Linked DNA regions of Mus musculus: region 2 is linked to region 1. Evidence: chromatin contacts called from public Hi-C data. All regions are on one chromosome and are shown on one strand. Each heading gives the region's core, a stretch centred on a gene start, on an enhancer-like site or on the middle of the called end of the contact. The rest is flanking DNA. Distances are from core to core; before and after follow the strand shown. Region 1 holds the start of Fmnl1 (formin-like 1). Region 2 has its middle 15 kb from the start of Map3k14.

The links. Hi-C and Micro-C count contacts between places; a contact is called where the count stands out from the background.
Region 2: a contact with region 1 is called in a Hi-C map of bone marrow-derived macrophages, with 76 read pairs. The contact joins the enhancer-like site here to the promoter of Fmnl1 in region 1. A contact is called at or near these places in 11 of 39 promoter capture datasets (the C10 cell line, the HPC-7 cell line, cranial neural crest and 5 more), 4 of 15 datasets of contacts at CTCF or cohesin (CD8 T cells, large pre-B cells, pro-B cells and 1 more), 64 of 484 Hi-C or Micro-C datasets (the 63-12 cell line, B cells, the C10 cell line and 43 more), 25 of 115 datasets of contacts at active chromatin or transcription factors (the 230-238 cell line, CD4 single positive thymocytes, CD8 T cells and 15 more) and 4 of 9 other capture datasets (adipose tissue, embryonic stem cells, liver and 1 more).

What each region holds. Positions count from the first base shown.
Region 1 is chr11:103,169,762-103,172,461 of GRCm38.p6, forward strand. Fmnl1 (formin-like 1) reads left to right here and starts at 1,377. Exons shown (of 26, transcript NM_001077698.1): 1 at 1,377-1,680. The coding sequence starts at 1,552. It overlaps Gm51919 (a long non-coding RNA gene), which reads right to left and starts at 815. Exons shown (of 3, transcript XR_003949776.1): 1 at 393-815.
Region 2 is chr11:103,280,741-103,283,440 of GRCm38.p6, forward strand. No RefSeq gene overlaps it. Among named protein-coding and RNA genes, the nearest start is that of Map3k14, 15 kb to the left of the region's middle. Within about 2 kb of position 1,256, at least 29 of the 459 cell types and tissues checked have an H3K27ac peak or open chromatin away from gene starts, as enhancers often do. A contact at or near this core is called in the 63-12 cell line, the CH12 cell line, the HPC-7 cell line and 3 more, where this site is marked.

The DNA of each region.
Region 1 (2,700 bases), core at 127-2,626:
CTTTGAGTATGAACTAGAGAGGTGGGAATGACCTAGAGTAGCCATTTAGAGCCCCTGGGCTGGCACAGAGAAAGTTCAAGGCTCCCTCAGTGTAGGGCACCTCACCCCATGGACTGGCAGAACAGGGAGGGGCTGACTCAAGAGCCCCACAGATTAAGTGGGAGAATTAGAGGTGTTAATTCAGGATGGAGTTCGAGCCCCGGTTATGAAGGCCTACCCCTTCTCCACTCTCCTACCCTAAATAAGAAGAGTCCGAGGCTATAGATTTTTGGATATGAACAGAGAGGCTCGTTTCTGCCCTAATTATCTGTGTGGCCTTGGACAAGACCCCTTGCTACAGCTACGGAAAGGCCCCTTGTTACCGTTACAGAAACAAGGACATCCATACCTACCTTTGCTGGTCACTATCACAGAAATCTTTCTGTAACTATCAGATAGCCAAGATTGTCATTCTTCAGCCAGCCTAGGTCCCTCATGGTGACAGTGTCAAGATTTTCCACCCATCTGAGGTGCCTGTTCCTCCCCCAGCCTAGCAGCTGCCTTTAACCCTTCTTAGTGCCCTACTTCTCCTTGGCACCACCACAGTGATCTCCAGGTTCGCCAACCTCATTTTTCCACGAGTGCCCCCAGTCTAAAACTGCTGAAGATGCTGGCACAGTCACATCTGGTCAGGTCTCAATTGACCTATGTCATTGTCCTCCAACCTGTTTGCAGATAATTCCCTCTGGTCCTCAGATCATCTCTGGGCCCAACGGAGGAGAGACACAGAGGTGGGGGGCCTGGAAGGGGGTTCCCATCTTCTTAGTTGGGGACCCCAAAGGGGGACCCCCAGCAGCAATTACGCCCACCAACCGCACCTCAGCGCCACCTTAGGTTTCTAAGGCGCGCGCGGATTGGTTGGACAATCTTCCGCCCGGGGGTCTGCCTCCTCCAGGCTCGGGCCTAGGGACCCCCCTACTGCCGGGCTTAGGGTGGAGAGCTGCGGTTCTAGGACCCGGAGGCGCCGGGCGAGCGCGCCGCTGTGTTCTCGGCCTCGCCTGGGTCGGCTCCGGCTCGGGCAGGTGCATCGGCGGCCGCCCCCTCCGCCGCAGGTGCACTGCTCGGCAGCCCCCAGCCGGCGCGCCATGGCTGCGGAGGACCCCCGGCCGTCGCCCGCGCCCGCCCCCTCCCTGCAGCCCGCCCCCCTGGGGCCGGGTGCGCGGCGGAGAACTGCGGTTTGCGCGCACCGGGAGCGGCAGCAGAAGTTCGAAAATCGCCGAGGGGGGAGCCCGCGCCGCAGCTTCCTGCCCCCGGCCCAGCCCTCTGGCCCCGGCCGCCTGCAACCCTACTTCCTCCCCGAGCCTCGGTCGCCGCCCGCTCCCTCGGACGGGGCCGCCGCGATGGGACGCCGCGCCCCGGCCCCTGCACGCCGCTGAGCCGAGAGCCACCTAGCCAAGCCTCGCCACACAGCGCTGCCCTTCGCTTCCAGGCTCCCGGAGCCTAGTCCGCGACCCCCAGGGAAAACTGGATCTCCGAGGCTGGAGGCGCCTGGCCGGCTGGGTGGGGACCACCATGGGCAACGCGGCTGGCAGCGCCGAACAGCCCGCGGGCCCCACCGCGTCGCCCCCGAAGCAGCCAGCCGTCCCCAAGCAACCAATGCCGGCGGCCGGGGAGCTGGAGGAGAGGTTCACGCGGGTCTTGGTGAGTGTGACCTGATGCGCACCAGGAGCCAGGGATGACAGGGGCTCCGCATGCGTCCCCGCCTCTTGGGACTCAGGTGCGGCTTGGAGATCCCTGGTCCACCTGCTGTCCCTCCAGAGGGGTAGGAGTAACACTGTCATCTTTCAGAGTGACTTGGCACCCCCCCCCCCAAGAAACTTTCTTTAGCCCCCTCCAGGAAGCTTTCTTAAGAGACCCCCCCATCGACCCCCTTCCTATGCTCCTAGTTCTAAAGGTGTCAAAAATGTCTCATAAGGTTGAGTTCCAAACGCGCCCCAGGTGGGAGGGGGCTGGCGCCCACTTTTCCACTGCACGCAGGCCCAGCGGCTGGGTGCAAGTCTGGAGCGCTTTGCCCTTCTGCGTCTCAGGGTCAAAGAGGAAAGGGGTTATAATTTAACCTTCTGGAAGCTGTAGACCTAGTGGAGCCTTCAGTCCTGGGTTGTTCTGGTGTCTGGCGTAGGAGTTGGACTCTTAGACCCTCCACTTGTATTTATCACCCCCACCATGTCCCGGAATGGGTGTTTGCAGTCATTCCCTCATCATGGACCACCCCCAACCACTGAAAGGAGTAAGCTTAGGAAGGGTGGGGCCAGGATAGGCTGGTCATTCTGGCTTGGAGTGGAACAGAAATCTGGAAGGCTCCCCTCCCTCTTGGCTGTCACTTGCTTGGGAAACTGGGGCAGGCAAGGGTGGGTTAGGATGGAGTAGCAGCTGAAGTCTGGGCCTCTGGGAGGGAGCCATCAACTCATCAACTCTGAGCATGGAGTTAAGTGGTTCAAAGTGTTTCTGATAGGGTGGGCTGTGCAGGCATTGGGAGGCAGAAGTAGGGGAGGGGAAAGGCCAGTCTTTTTCACTTCCTCCTCTTCACCCCAGCACTCTTTCCTGCTGTCTTCTGTAGGTGGCTGCCCAGTGGCATCCCTGTTAGGCATCCCTGGCTGGACACCGGGTGACAGTGGGGAAGGCTGGGCTGTTTCCTAGAGGCATTTTCCAGTCTCAGTAGGC
Region 2 (2,700 bases), core at 6-2,505, 110 kb after region 1:
ATGATGTCATGCCTTACGTGGTCTCTGGAAATCTCCATTAGGGAGCAACCAAATGCTGTTTCCGTGTCCTGCACAAACAGCTTTGACTTCATGGGAGCTCTTGAAAGAGTTCTGAGACTTCCAGAGGGTCCCAAGGCCATGTGGCAAGAACAGTTGTGCTAATAATTTGGTTTTCCGTAGAATCTAGGCAGGTTTCTTATATTCCATTTTACAGATGAGAGAATAAGAACAAAGCACAATTCAACAACATACCCAGGGGCATTTAACCAGAAAGTGGCAAAATCAGGATTCAAACCAAGTTCACTTTGTTTACACAGATGGGGAGTCGAGCGGGCAGCTACCACAGGTCATCCCTCTGAGGCTGAGATGTCCTTCGACTCACTCGCTGTTGTCCCAGCTCAGACAGGCTTTGACCTCCTCCCTGAGCTGAGGTCTCTCATCTGCTCCCCCCAGTTTGTCCTGTTGCCTGCTCGAGTGGTCCTTTATTCCCACTCCGCTGTGACATTTTTTTTTTCAAACTGTACCCATTGGACCACGTGGTTCGTGGGGACAGGCGCCATGTTTCTCTTGAGGACTGGTGCACCATTGTGGGCTGACAGGGGTGCTCCAGAATTTTTGCTGAAGGAAGAAACAAATAAAATAACAGATAAACGTTCAGCAAGATGGCAGACACAGTCCGTCTGTCTATGTAGGGTTCTTTGCTATTGGGCCAGGGAGGGCGGGGGCTGAGTGAGGAGGGGAGGATGGTTAAAGAGATCTCACCCCCAAGCTGCATTTACATGGATGCTTGCACTGTTATGCCTACAGGGCAAATCACAGGCTAAGAAAATCCTCCCGAATCTCTTCACGACGTCCCTTCTGCTCAGTCTCTATCGCTTTGCACTCACACACTCAGTGACCTCTAGCAGCTGACACCTAAATAATGGAGACCCCTTTCTGCACGCCAGGTCCTGGCAGGTGGAAGCAGTTAGTGGACCTCAGTATCTCAGTTTCCCCTTCTGCTATCAACACACTCCTTCACACCAGTGACCTTTTAGGGTTCTCAGAAGTCCCTAGAAGGGAGAAGTGTACTTTTGGGAGGGGAGGGAGAGCCACGCAGAAAATGTGGCTAGGATCCTGCCTGGAAGGTCACGGGGCTGAGTTTGAGCTCAGGGACCTTTAAGAAGCAAAAAAGGGAATTGAGAATACCACCAGGGATCTGCTCAGTCAGGACTTCCTGGAACCCCGGCTCCACAGCGAACATCGAGCCTTCCTGAGGTCAGAGCTGTGTCTGACTAAGAGGAGATGGAAATAGGAAGCTGGGAGGGCGAACAGAGAGGAGACTTGGCCGGCCAGTTCTCCCAGGCACTGCCAGCTCACCAGGTTGGCTCCAGGTTTCAGCAGCTGAGTTAGAACTCTTGGGAGCCTCTCAGGCTTGGGTAGGTGACTGCTAGCCTGCCTTGTCCAGCTCTGTCTACAAGGCAGGTAGGTGCTTTCCCATCTGTGCCCAGCGTTCTATTAGCTGGTCTGGAGTAGGCAAGCAAACCAAGACTGGTGCCTCTCAAAGGTCATCGTTAAAATGTGGTCACGGCCAGAGATGTGTTACAACTTAGGGCTAGTGTGCATTCGAGACCTGCCTATGGGGTTCCATACCCAGCTTTACAAAACAAAGAATGCTCTTTACCATGGAAGGACCATGCACCTGCATAGTAATAATGGATATGGTCAGACAGTTCTCACTTTGGAAGGCACTGTGAATATAGCCTGGGGTCACAGGATTGTGGCTTTCAGTGGAGAGTAGAAAGAAGGGGTAAGGAAAAGCAGGGGGGTTCAAGGAACCCCAGGCAGGAATCAGAGTATTAAGGAACAGGTGTGATGAGAATCCAAGACGTTCCTGGGACTGTAGACAAGCTCACCCAAACATTATTACAGGTAAAATCTTGTTCAAGTAAGAAGCAGTGGTCGTCAGAGGATCCTACCGGTGCCTCGTGTTACATCACAGTGCTTGGTCCAACTCTAACCCATGACCTCCTAAAGGACAGTAGCCTGGGCTGGACCCACTAGTGTGTAAAGGGCTACAGTAGGGCTGGAATGGCATCGGAAAGAGATATGTGGGGACATAAAGCAAAGGCAGGTGACTGTGGAAGTATAGATACACACAGGCTGTGCTTCTGCTCTGTAGTTTTAGCTGCTTAGAGTGGGTTCCCTGTCACCCTTCTCCTGGAGGTGCCCTAATCTCCAAATCCTCAGATAAGGTAGTTTATTCATTCACTCAACAAATATTTATTGACTACCTGCCACGACAGGCCTGGGTTCTGCAGAATCAGTGATGAGACTTCTGTTTCTCTGCCCCGCAAAGCTCTCGATCTAGTATTATTAGACAGGTAATCACAGTGGGCAGCGTTGTAAACCCAGAGGGTGTCCAAGAGCGCATCCTACCTGGGATGCTTCTGAGAAGACAGGTGATGGCTGAGGCTGATCTCCCCGAGCCAACAGCACCTGAGTGGAGATAAGTGTGTGGGAAGCTGATTAGGAGGCATTGGGGACTGGCACCATTCCCAAGGCAAGGGCAGAAGCAAGGCTGGGGAAAGGAGTTAGACAGAATGTGGTTTCAATGGAAGCCTCAGCTAACCTCACAGAGAGCTCAGAGCTAACGTGGCTTTTCAGTACCATCTCCGTTACATCCATCCCTGGCCACTGGCTCGGCTTGGGATGAGACTG